3 separate regions of the Pan troglodytes genome follow, and all the other regions are linked to region 3. Evidence: chromatin contacts called from public Hi-C data. All regions are on one chromosome and are shown on one strand. Each heading gives the region's core, a stretch centred on a gene start, on an enhancer-like site or on the middle of the called end of the contact. The rest is flanking DNA. Distances are from core to core; before and after follow the strand shown.

Region 1 (3,589 bases), core at 843-3,342, 240 kb after region 3:
ATGCTCACCCCAACCTGTTGAGCCACTCTTCCACTTGCAAATTAAAATGACTGGTTTTCTAGGAGAAATCCGGCCTAAGCAGCCTTATGGAAGTGACCTAGTTCATTTAACCGAGATGAGGTTGATATAGGGTAAGATGGGGGAAGGAGGGAAAAGGGTGTCAAGGAACAAAGGAAACCTGAACTGGTCCCAGAGAGATCTCATCTGATAGGCTGTTGGTTGATTCTCACACTTTGAAGCAGTTGTCCCGTGGGCCCACCCAAGCCTGCCCCCTGTCCCTTTGCCCTGTCTCTGTCCCCAGCTCCCCTCCCTTGGATACGATGCTGTCAGTGTTTTTAGTCCTTCCCTTAATATTATTTTTTAAAGGTTGATATCCTGAGTGAGTCTGCACCCTCCCAGCCTCTTCCCGGCTCGTTCTGCAGGGAAATCCTCCCTCTGTTGATAGCATCGCAAACCTGGTGGCAATCTGTGCGTGGACAGGACCCTCCCAAATTTAGCATTATGACTTCACCACAGGATCAAGAGAAGATGAATTGTGGGGGAGAAGGGGCTTTCTTTGTCATCAGTAGCCAGAGGGGCCAGGAGAGCAGTGGAGAGACCTGGGACCGGCTTGGATGCTCTGAGCGGGGCTAGAGGCGCTACGACAGTGTGTGGCGGTGTCCTGCCACGACGCCGCCGTCTCCAGAGCCACCACACAGTTGACTGTCCTTACCCGGCAGTGCTCAGGACCTCAGCCGATAAACCACAACCTGGACTTGCCGCCTCCTTCTCCAGGAGGCCGCCCCAGCACGGCCTCCCCAGGAAGCAGCATGGGGTAGAAGGCAGATGCCTCGAATCCAGGTGTCCCCTAGCCACGCTTTCCTGAGGAGCTGAGGAGCCCGCAGAACTCAGCGGATTATTTATTTTTATTTAAACGACCCTTCAAAGGCCCTTAGGTTTCCTTGCCTCTGCTCACAGAACTAGTCCAGCCAGGTGTCGCTGCTGCCTCAGAGCTGTGTGGGGTCGCGTGTATGTCGGGGGGCCATCTTGCCGATTTAACACTGCTTTTTGTGTTGTTGTTGTTTTCCCTCCTCCCTGCCTGCCTGCCCCTTCTCCCCCAGCGAGGACGGTGTCGTGGAGAGGTCCAGCCCCAAGTCTGAGATTGAGGTCATTTCTGAGCCACCTGAAGAAAAGGTGACAGCCAGAGCGGGGGCCAGCTGTCCCAGTGGGGGTCATGTAGCCGATATTTATCTTGCAAACATCAACAAGTAAGCTCTGCTTTTCATTTTCTGCTCCCCTGAATGACTTGCAACACCCAGCCTCACCCTCTGGCCTAACCCCCATCTCCATTCCTGTGCTGCACGTAGGGCTCCCAGCTCCCCCAGCCTAACAGTTTGCATGTGGTCATTGCTGCTGCAAGGCGGACAGGGCTGAGGATGCTGCTACAAGCCTCGGGGCAGGTCCAGGTCTCCAGCTAGCTGCCCTCGTGCTGTGGAAGGGTGCTTTACTGTGTGTTCCCGCAGTGTCTGTCCACCCAGACCTTTGTGGCAGTCTTACAGCTAAAACTTTGACCAAAGCTTTGGTCACTTTATGCAACCTGGTTTTGTATTGTTTCTCAGAGGTGCCTTCTTTTTTCCAATCCATACTCAAATAATAGTCTTTGATGTCTGTCTTCCTTGACCCATGTTCGTGCAAAGATTCAGAGTCTGTGTGTGGCTTCTACTAGGCTGATGTTACACCAGGTGGGTTTATTGAGATATCATGTGTCTGTTCCTCCCCCTGTCCTGCGTTCACTCCTGTGGAGGAAAGGAGGCCACGATGTCCCCAAGGAAAGCTTTGTCCTGAGCTCTTCATTCATTGGCTAACCCCTAGCTCCCTTTTCTTCTGCCCTTTCACACCAGGAGAAATAATTTTCCATTTTGTTCCTATTGCTTTGGCCTTTTGTATTATTCCACCCCCTTAGTCCCTTTGCAGATCCCCACTCCTGCTCAGCAGGCTCTTACCTCTGACCCCCAGCTTTCATTGTGGCTGTTAGCAACATCCTGGGGTTTAAACTCCACCCACGCCCGATCTGGCTGTCTAGAGGGATTCTACGCCTGCGTGCTGCCGCCTCCCCAAGAGGCATTCAGGTTATTGGAGAACTAATCTCATCTCAAGGGGCCAGACACCAAGTCCCAAAGCCTACAGACCTCTTTCCGCCAGACCCTGAAACCTGGCCCCGTGCCAGCAGGATGACAAGCCCCAGGGCGCTCCTGATGAATATGGATTGGAGATGATGTACAGTTTTTATTCCCCTCTGGCTTTTGAGGAATGAAATGATTTGCACTTTGAAAACCTGTTAACCGTAGCCTCTGGACACTGAGACTGGAAGGAGAATAAAGGATGCTTGTTGTTTTTAAACTATACCAGGTTTCCCAGATCTCTTGGCTTTTTTCCACCCAGACGGTAGCAGGGGGAGTGGTTGGGGCACGTGGCTCTTTTCCATCTCTTTCACCCTCAAGTTAGTAAAGTCGTTTATTCAGATCACTTACTCAGTGTAGTTATAATTTAATTCAGACCAGTTAAAAAAAAATTGAGAAGTTTCTGTTTCCCTCCAGCACACTGCCCTGCTGGGAGGGCAAGCCAATATCAAGTAACTGTGGGCTAATCACATTTTTTTCCTTATTTACAATTCTGTGTTAAATTATAACCCTACAATCAAAAGGTCGTGATCCTATAATTAACTCAGAAACCAAGGCGGGGTTGGTGGAGGAAGAGTTAGATAATTAGTTAAGTACATATTTTTAAGCCATCATATATTTGATGCCATTTGTGCATAGAAATTGTAGAGAGTAATAACTGAAATGGTAAACAAAAGAAGAAAAAAAAAGAGTATCTGTAGACAGTTAAGGTGCTTCCCTTGAACTCCTTGTTTGCTGGTGTCAGGAGTCTTGGGATGGGGTTCTTGGAGGACAAGCCTCATCACCTGGTGGGTGGGTGAGCGGCGGCCCCTGGGCATGTCTGGCCCTTAGGAGTGAGTCGGCCTTTGAGTCTTACCTCCTGCCCCCCACACCACTCCTCCTCCCAAATTCCTTGAGTTTCCTGAGTGCCCAGGTTCTCTCTCGCCCCTGGGCCCTCACGCCTGCTGTCTCCTCACCTGGTCACCTCCTCATCTCCCTTCAAGACTCAGTCCAAAGACTTAGCTCTTTGGGGAAGCCATTCTGACATCCCTGAGTTCCCCAGGCTGAGTGAGGTGCCCTTATGCTGCATTCCAAAGGCACTTTGAATACCTTTTGGTACTCACGCTTCACTCAGATCCCCCACCAGATTGAGCTCCTTGAACCCAAGAACTGTATCTTCCTTTTCTTTACATCCCCAGGGCCTAGCCTGGGACGTGGCACACCACAGCCACCCCATAAGTCTGTCTTCTCAGCAGTTTCAGCCCATGAGTCAGCCATCCTCAAGCAGAAAAAGGAAATCAGCAAAGAGCTATTAGGGTGTGGCACTTCCATTTAATTCTACACATTTATTAAGTTTCTACTGTTGTGCCAAGCACTGCTGGTGTTTATTCAGAGATAAAAAAGACGAGGTCCCTGATCTCAGAGCTCACAGTCTGGCAAGGTAAAGACCC
Region 2 (3,579 bases), core at 224-2,723, 190 kb after region 3:
TTGGCCTCTATGGAGAGTGAGACGCTGTCCTGGAGATAGAAATGTGGAGTTGGTTTCCTTCCTTTCCTTCTTGGGGAAAATCAAACCATTTACAGTTCATTTCCATTGCTGTGGCTTAGGAAATGTCAGTGTCTGAACAGATGGAGAAGTGAGATGGCAGCATGTGCAATTAGAATTGGGGGAAGGGGTGTCACCAAGCCTCAGGAAGCCCCATTCCTCACCTGCCCTGGCTTCTGGTCAAACTTGCCTTCCAAGCACCTTCTCCAGCTGTCACTGAGGTTCCTTCCCAGGGATCAGTGGAACTTGGGGACCAGCTGAGTGGAGTGATACATTTTCTGGTGTTAGTGACTGAGTTGCCTTCTGAGCCAAACAGCTTGTCTCCATAAAGGAGGAATCCAGATGCTGGGTGCTCAAGCCCCCTCCTCCCCCTGTCAGAGCCTTATTTCCATACTCCGGAGTGCAGCTGAAGTGTATTACCTTGCACCCTGGTAGCGGACCACTGCCAAAGCATGCATCATCATCAGCTCTGCTACTTCTTAAAGGAACAGGCTTGGAGGTGGTTTTTCCCTCCATGATTCCTCTCTGCTAGGTCTGGGTTACTTTAAAAATCAATAGCTCACTCTTCTGCCAGGGCCATCCCTTTATGTAATATAGCTGATCAGTGGCTGAGCCAGGCAGGGGCCAGGACCAGTCCTGGAGCTTGTGAAGGTTCCGCATTCTAGCCTAGCCTTCATATGAGTGAAAATAAAAAGAGATGAGAGGGTGGGTCATTCTTGGCCTCTGCAGCCAGTCTATCCCCATCAGTGTGGGTTGTCTGCAGATTGTGGAGGCAACAGGAGGGAGCTGCCTGGAAGTCGTTGAACTAGGGCCAAAGATTGGGTAGCATTTTGACCGGAAGCCTTAAAATTGGCCAAGGTCCCACACTAACTGGTGTTCTGGGGTGCACAGCACATGAATTGATGCCAAGTGCTCTCAGATGTACTAGGAGGAGGTGCTTGGCTCCATTTTTGGTGCCCTCAGAGGCTGTGGGACTCTGGATGCCTGACTGGTGACATCAGGCAGCCAGAGAATTTCACTCTTGGCGCTAACCGGTTCTGGCCACTGAGCTTTCTCCATTGTGTCTGCTTATCCAAGAGTTAGAGTGGAGTCAGCTCTCTGTGGATCTGAGAGTTGGCTCAGGCCAGCCTCTCAGCTGAGGGAAGAGGTCAAGTCAGTTGGGAGCTTAAAAGCCAATGGAGGAAAAGGTCAAGTCCCAGCCCCCTCCATTTGAAGAAAGATTTTTTCTTTTCAAGCAAGGGAATGGTCCGTGGGCATGTGAATGTGCCCACTCTTTGCTGAGGAGGAAGGAGGCCATTTCTATCCAGATGTCTCTCTGCAGACAAGAGGCTAAAGGACGAACGGTAACAAGGTGACAGGAGCTGTCTCCACATGGGTCCTGCCTCCCAACTCTCTCAGCCTTCTGCTCCTCATCTGTCATCCAGGGGACTGTGGATGACCTCATCCCATAACCACATCTCCAATGGGAGACAGTGGAACAGCCATTCCTTCACACAGGGGAAAGCTAATTGGCAATAATCCTTGCAGGAAGGTCAGACTCCTCTCTTACAGATCTAGGGAAGGCCTGGGGTAAAATGATGGCTCTTTAGAAAATGCCAAGCTCCTTCAGATTCCATACCCTCTCGGGCCCTCTAGCATAGGCAACAAACTTGTTCCTGGCTTCACGCTTTCTCATTGAATCAAAGCTCTCATGCATGGCCTGGATTTGTAAACACATGCTGGCTGCCAGCAGTGGCAAGTTAGCCTCCTGACCCACTTCTCTCCTGCTTTCACTCTGGTGTATGAAGGGGGATGAGGGAGGGGCCAGAGAGGTGGCCACTTGGACCTTTGGCAGGAAATCTTCACTGTGCCAAAGCATTGTGTTTCTGGAGCTGGAGCTGCCTGAGGCACTCTTCTCCAGCCTCCTCAGCCTTCCATGGAGCTGCAGACCCTACATAGACCTACACCTGCCGGGCTCCAAACAGATCCCCCTACCCATTCCTTTCATGTACTGTTTGGTCCTGGAAGAGGCTCACACAAGTTGGCTTTGGGTTTTGCTTCAACATAGAAACCACGAGCCTTATACCTTGAATATGGGTAGTTTCATTGCCAGTAATGGGAACTCTGGAACTGCCAAAGGGACTGTACCCTCTTTCTGACCTGGTGTTGCTTTCTTTTGTTAGGCTTCCCAGCTCTGTGCCCAGCAGCCTGTCCAGAGTGAGCTGGTACAGAGATGCCAACAACTGCAGTCTCGCTTATCCACTCTAAAGATTGAAAACGAAGAGGTGAGTTTCTTCCTTAGGAGGCTCAAAGCCACACTCTTAGTTTCCCTGTTGAAACTTTTGCTGCTGCCCGTCTGGGAGCAGGTGGAAGGAGCATGCAGAGAATGTCCGGGCGGCCGCAAACATTTCCTAGCCAAATGTAGGCTTGGACTTTCCCCCTCTGCTACATCCTGCCCTTGAACTCCAGGAAGTTGCTCTTGCATTGCCAAAGGTTGTGCTCTATTTTGAGCTTTTGCGAAATGCTTTTTTTCCCCTCTACACATTTAATCAAAATGGCACTTGGCAGCTGTGTGAACAATATTGTGTCTCTGAAACCACCTCCTCATGCCTAGCTTTTTCCAGCATGTTCAAACAAACAGAGGCCTTTGACTTTGACACTTCAAACATCTCCATCCTCTTAGGAAAGGGTGAGTTTCTTCTGGGCTCAGTGTATTTGCTTTCAAAAAGCGGTTCAAAAGGGCGGGTGATCCAGCTTTCTGTTGAGCTCAGGTGGCTTCTTACCTTGTGTCTCAGTAAGTCTTACTTTCTGCAGGAAGATCAGGAAGAAGTAGGGATAGGTCACTTAGTTTGCAAATGAGCAAACAAGTTCATCAGTTTGTTGAAGGTCATGAAACAGAACCTGGGGCTTTGCAGTACTAGGCCCATCACACATTTTAATTAGCTGTTTGTATGAAGGGGTTGGTTTAGATTTATTTTATTCTCTTTCCCTTAAAACTTCGATTATAATATTGTTATATAATATAATAATGCTAATATTACATTTTAAAAGTAAACATTAAAAGATCTGGGTCAAGTACATAGCATGAAGGGTTGTAGTGGCTTTTAGGTTTTCACTGTAGAGAGTAGCATGCTGTAGCAGTCCATGTGATGTTTACCTCTCACTTAGCACTGTCCAGTGGGAAGCAGAGCTGCACACTCTGATGGCATCCTGTGGCCTTCCCCAGCCCACTCTCTTCAAGCTTCTCCATCACCTGCTGTTTTACAACCCACCCTTCATGCATCCTGTTGGCCCTTGTCGTGGCAGGTAAAGAAGACAATGGAGGCCACCCTGCAAACCATCCAGGACATTGTGACTGTCGAGGACTTTGATGTGTCTGACTGCTTCCAGTACAGCAACTCCATGGAGTCCGTCAAGTCCACGGTCTCCGAAACCTTCATGAGCAAGCCCAGCATTGCTAAGAGGAGAGCCAACCAGCAAGAGACAGAGCAGTTTTATTTCACAGTAAGGGAGTGCTATGGCTTTTAAAGAGCGTCAGCATGC
Region 3 (3,500 bases), core at 68-2,567:
TCCTCCCCCTCATTCCGAGCCTCTCGGGATCAGCTCTTCCTATTGGCTATGGGCCCCATCGGTCGATAGAAAACGGGCGGTGATTGGTAAAGGGGTGGGCTCTACTTCCCGGCGGGGTCCTGCGGAGTTGGCGGAGGCTCCTCCAGGGACTGGGGCACCGATCTGCGTAGAAACGGGTGGCGGGGAAGAGAGGGGAGGAGAGCTCTGAGTGGGAAGCGGAGCCGGGGGCCCGGGACCCGTCGCGTCAGAGCCAGGTAAAGGCTCCTTCCCTCTTCCTTTTCTTCCTCCCGGCCGCCGGTCTGGAGCCCTGACTGAACAAACCCGGGTTGGGGCGGGAAGGAGAGGGCGCGGATGCTGCTCGCGGCATCGCCTTAGCGGTGCCGCCCGGAATCCCTCAGACCGCCCCCCCTCCACCTTCTCCAAATTTCCCAGTACAGCCCATAATACTTCTCAGGACTGCGAGTCTCTCCGCCCATCACTGTACAGCCTGGGACTCCGTCCTGGCTCACGGACCGCAGCGCAGCCGGCACCCAGCCGCCTCTCCCTTTCCTCCGCACACGGGCAGCCGCGGTCCACCGTGGGGCAGTCGTCGTTGGCATCGCGCGTAATCATCGGCCGGCCTCCTCCAGTGTCTCCCCGCCCTGGCGGACAGCCCGGGTCCCAGCCTAGGACCCAGGAGGATGGGTGTTCCGCGCAGCTTCCGGGGCTCTCCCCGAGTCCCACCCCCCGGCCCGCCCCGATGGACTTCTCTTCGCCCACTCCCATCCCTAGACCACATCTCGGTCCCCACAGTTCCTGACATCCTTGCGCTTCACGCAACATCGCGGCCCATGATCATGCCCCAATTCCCCTCACCTCTAAGGCAGCCTTCTCCTTGCCGCCTCCCGCCTTCCGAGCGTGTGCAACTCCAGTTGTCCCCGGGCTCCCTTCCAGCCTCAGGACCCCATCTCACACCCGCCTCTCGCTTCCCGCTTCCCGCTCGCCTGAACCCCGCCGCCTCTGCTCCCTGTCTTGTTCCCTCAGCGTGGCCCCTTCCTCCAGCCGCGGGAAGTGGGAGACGCTAGCGGGAGCTTCCTTCTCCCGGCGCTCGGAGGAAAAGGAAAGACCAAGTAGAAAGGGTCGCCGCTGCGGCACGCGAGGGAGCTAGCCGCCGGGCTCCGCGCTCCCGCTTGCGTCCCTCCAGCCCCCTGGGCCTCGTCCGGGGCCGGATCTTCTCGGGCACCGCCTGGTGCGAGGAGTCAGGACTGCGACCTCACCGACCTCCTCCCATCCCCAGCCTGGGATTGGGTGGGATATCTGAGATCTCTGAGCTTGGGTGTCAAAAAAATATTGGGGGTGGCATTTATAGTCACTATCGTCCGTAGCTTGAGGGAGGCGACGGCTGCCTTCCGCTCACCGCCCCCCGGTTTTCCCGGCTCCGACCCTATCCTCTAACCCGTTTCCTGCTTCAGCTGACCACATTGTTTTCCTGGATGTGTCCCGTGCCGAGCAGGCTTTTTCCTGCAGATTTGCCCCCCCCCCCCCCATCAACATTTTGCTGCCAAGAGAAGCTAGTAACCAAAAACAAAACAACTAGGAGGAGGGGCGGGAGGGGAAGAAAAGTTGTGCCCGGGTGGCTTGTCCCTCCCCGGCTTTGATCCCCTTTGATGTACAGGGAGGTGCCCCGGCCGGGGGTCTGGGGCCACGACGGGGGCTAGGTCGGGAGGGCTCCCTCGGGCTGGCCGCTGCCCAGCGCTGGCGGGGCTCAGGAGGCCGCCGAGGTGCCGCAGTCCCCGCCCGGTGCCCCGCGTTCCTGCAGTCCCCGCCCGGAGCCCGCGCAGGCGGCTGCTCCAAAGTGTTTTCTTTCAGCCTTAAAATCCGGAGGGAGCTTCCTTCCTCCCCACCTCGTAGCGCCGGGCTCTGCGGGCGGGGAGGCGTTAAGCGGACAGGAATGGGCCCAGGGCGGGCTCGGAACGACGTCCCCTACCCCACCCCCGCCGCGATTAGGATCTGCGCTCTGGCTGATCGCCCCCTCCCCCTTTTCCTGCATTTACAGGCAAGTGAACCGGAGCAAACGACTTCCGATCCAGTCTGCGCTGTTGCGGCTCCCGTTTGGGATTTGATTTGCAGCATCTTTGAGCCTCTACGACAAAAAACCGCGAAGCACGCCCAGCCCTCCCCCGGCACCCCGAAAAGCACCCACTCCCTCCCGGGGACACAGCTGGGCGCGTCCACACCCCCGCAGCCCCACACCATGTTGTGCGGAAGGACTTCCACTCCCCGCCTGTGTCGTTGATGTCAGACCCCAGGCCAGCCTCCGGGCGCTGCAGTTCTCCCGGCTAATGCTGAGGCTGCGGCTCCGGCTCTAGCACAGGCACCAGCCGCCGCCGCACCCGGCCCCAGCGCCCACCGTCTGCATGTGCCCGCCGTAGCCGTCTGCCCAGCCCGCAGCCCGCGCTCCACGGAGCGCTGGAGACCACCGTGGGGGGCCCCTTCTGCCCTCGAGAGAAGCGGTCTTGGAGGTATTGATTTAGGTGATTGGATTTTTTCCGTGGATCTATCAATTCACAATTCGAATTTGGAAGAAAGAAGGAAAACATGACGTCTCCAGCCAAATTCAAAAAGGATAAGGAGATCATAGCAGAGTACGATACTCAGGTCAAAGGTAAGGGCTTTGAAAAATAGCACACTGCAAATGCTCTGTGGACTGGTGAGGCGTGTATTTCCACGGTGATTTGCAGGTTGTTCATTTCTTTGGGTGGAGCAGATGGGGGCAGGCCGACCCCAGAGGTGGTTTCATAGATGGGTCTGAACCTCTAAAGGATGGGCAATGCCAGGGGGCCATTGACACTGGAAAGGAATTTTTGCAGTGGGCTGTAGGAGTATCTTTGTGGGGCTGACCATGATTTTGGCAGCCCTTTCCCCCAAGCCGGACAGGGTGGGGGGAGGGGCAGGAGGCTCTTAGAGAAAGGCAGTTTGCCTCCGGTTCTCTGGGTCAGGTTTCCTTGAAAGACAACTGAAATCTGACAGGTGTTTGGACATTTGTTTCAGAGATCGAAGAGGAGTCCAGACAGAAAGGCAACCTTGGGAAGGTGTACCATTTGGAGAGCCTTGGGAGAGGCGGGGTTTTTCGGATGCACTATATTAAAACATGAGATTTGCTATGGCATTGGCACCAAAAGTCCATTGCCACCTTGGGTGTACCTTGTACCTGCCTGGTCTCTGGTCCGCCTGCATACAATCAGAGATCAGAGAATAAGGCCACCCACGCCCGGTCTCCGCCCTCACCTAAATCTGAATAGAGTTGGGAGGATGTTAGGGTAGCCGGTTGGTGCTGATTCTGGAAAATGGGAAGACATAATTGTTTAACCCTTCTGTGCTGTGGCCCTCTGCTCCGGAAGACATGCTTTTAAAGCCCCATTTCCCTCTCCTGAAAAATGTGAAGGGTAAAGCAAAATGTGGACTAGGAGAAACCAAGTGACCTGTCTTCTCATCTAGTGGACTGACTTGACTCATGAATA

What was found. A called contact is a pair of places that touch in the nucleus more often than the background predicts.
Region 1: a contact with region 3 is called in a Hi-C map of stem cell-derived neural progenitor cells, with 3 times the contacts expected there. The contact joins the enhancer-like site here to the promoter of FAM72A in region 3. A contact is called at or near these places in 1 of 7 Hi-C or Micro-C datasets (stem cell-derived neural progenitor cells) and 1 of 1 datasets of contacts at active chromatin or transcription factors (stem cell-derived excitatory neurons).
Region 2: a contact with region 3 is called in a Hi-C map of stem cell-derived neural progenitor cells, with 2.4 times the contacts expected there. The contact joins the enhancer-like site here to the promoter of FAM72A in region 3. A contact is called at or near these places in 1 of 7 Hi-C or Micro-C datasets (stem cell-derived neural progenitor cells) and 1 of 1 datasets of contacts at active chromatin or transcription factors (stem cell-derived excitatory neurons).

The regions. Positions count from the first base shown.
Region 1 is chr1:42,631,919-42,635,507 of NHGRI_mPanTro3-v2.0_pri, reverse strand. It overlaps SRGAP2 (SLIT-ROBO Rho GTPase activating protein 2), which reads left to right. Exons shown (of 24, transcript XM_009441371.4): 21 at 1,101-1,247. Among named protein-coding and RNA genes, the nearest start is that of IKBKE, 14 kb to the right of the region's middle. Within about 2 kb of position 2,092, at least 2 of the 24 cell types and tissues checked have an H3K27ac peak or open chromatin away from gene starts, as enhancers often do. A contact at or near this core is called in stem cell-derived neural progenitor cells, where this site is marked.
Region 2 is chr1:42,683,270-42,686,848 of NHGRI_mPanTro3-v2.0_pri, reverse strand. It overlaps SRGAP2 (SLIT-ROBO Rho GTPase activating protein 2), which reads left to right. Exons shown (of 24, transcript XM_009441371.4): 9 at 2,220-2,321; 10 at 3,343-3,540. Among named protein-coding and RNA genes, the nearest start is that of IKBKE, 65 kb to the right of the region's middle. Within about 2 kb of position 1,473, at least 10 of the 24 cell types and tissues checked have an H3K27ac peak or open chromatin away from gene starts, as enhancers often do. A contact at or near this core is called in stem cell-derived neural progenitor cells, where this site is marked.
Region 3 is chr1:42,876,098-42,879,597 of NHGRI_mPanTro3-v2.0_pri, reverse strand. FAM72A (family with sequence similarity 72 member A) reads right to left here and starts at 1,317. Exons shown (of 5, transcript XM_054674253.2): 1 at 856-1,317; 2 at 448-665. The coding sequence starts at 599. SRGAP2 (SLIT-ROBO Rho GTPase activating protein 2) reads left to right here and starts at 86. Exons shown (of 24, transcript XM_009441371.4): 1 at 86-254; 2 at 2,036-2,644. The coding sequence starts at 2,578.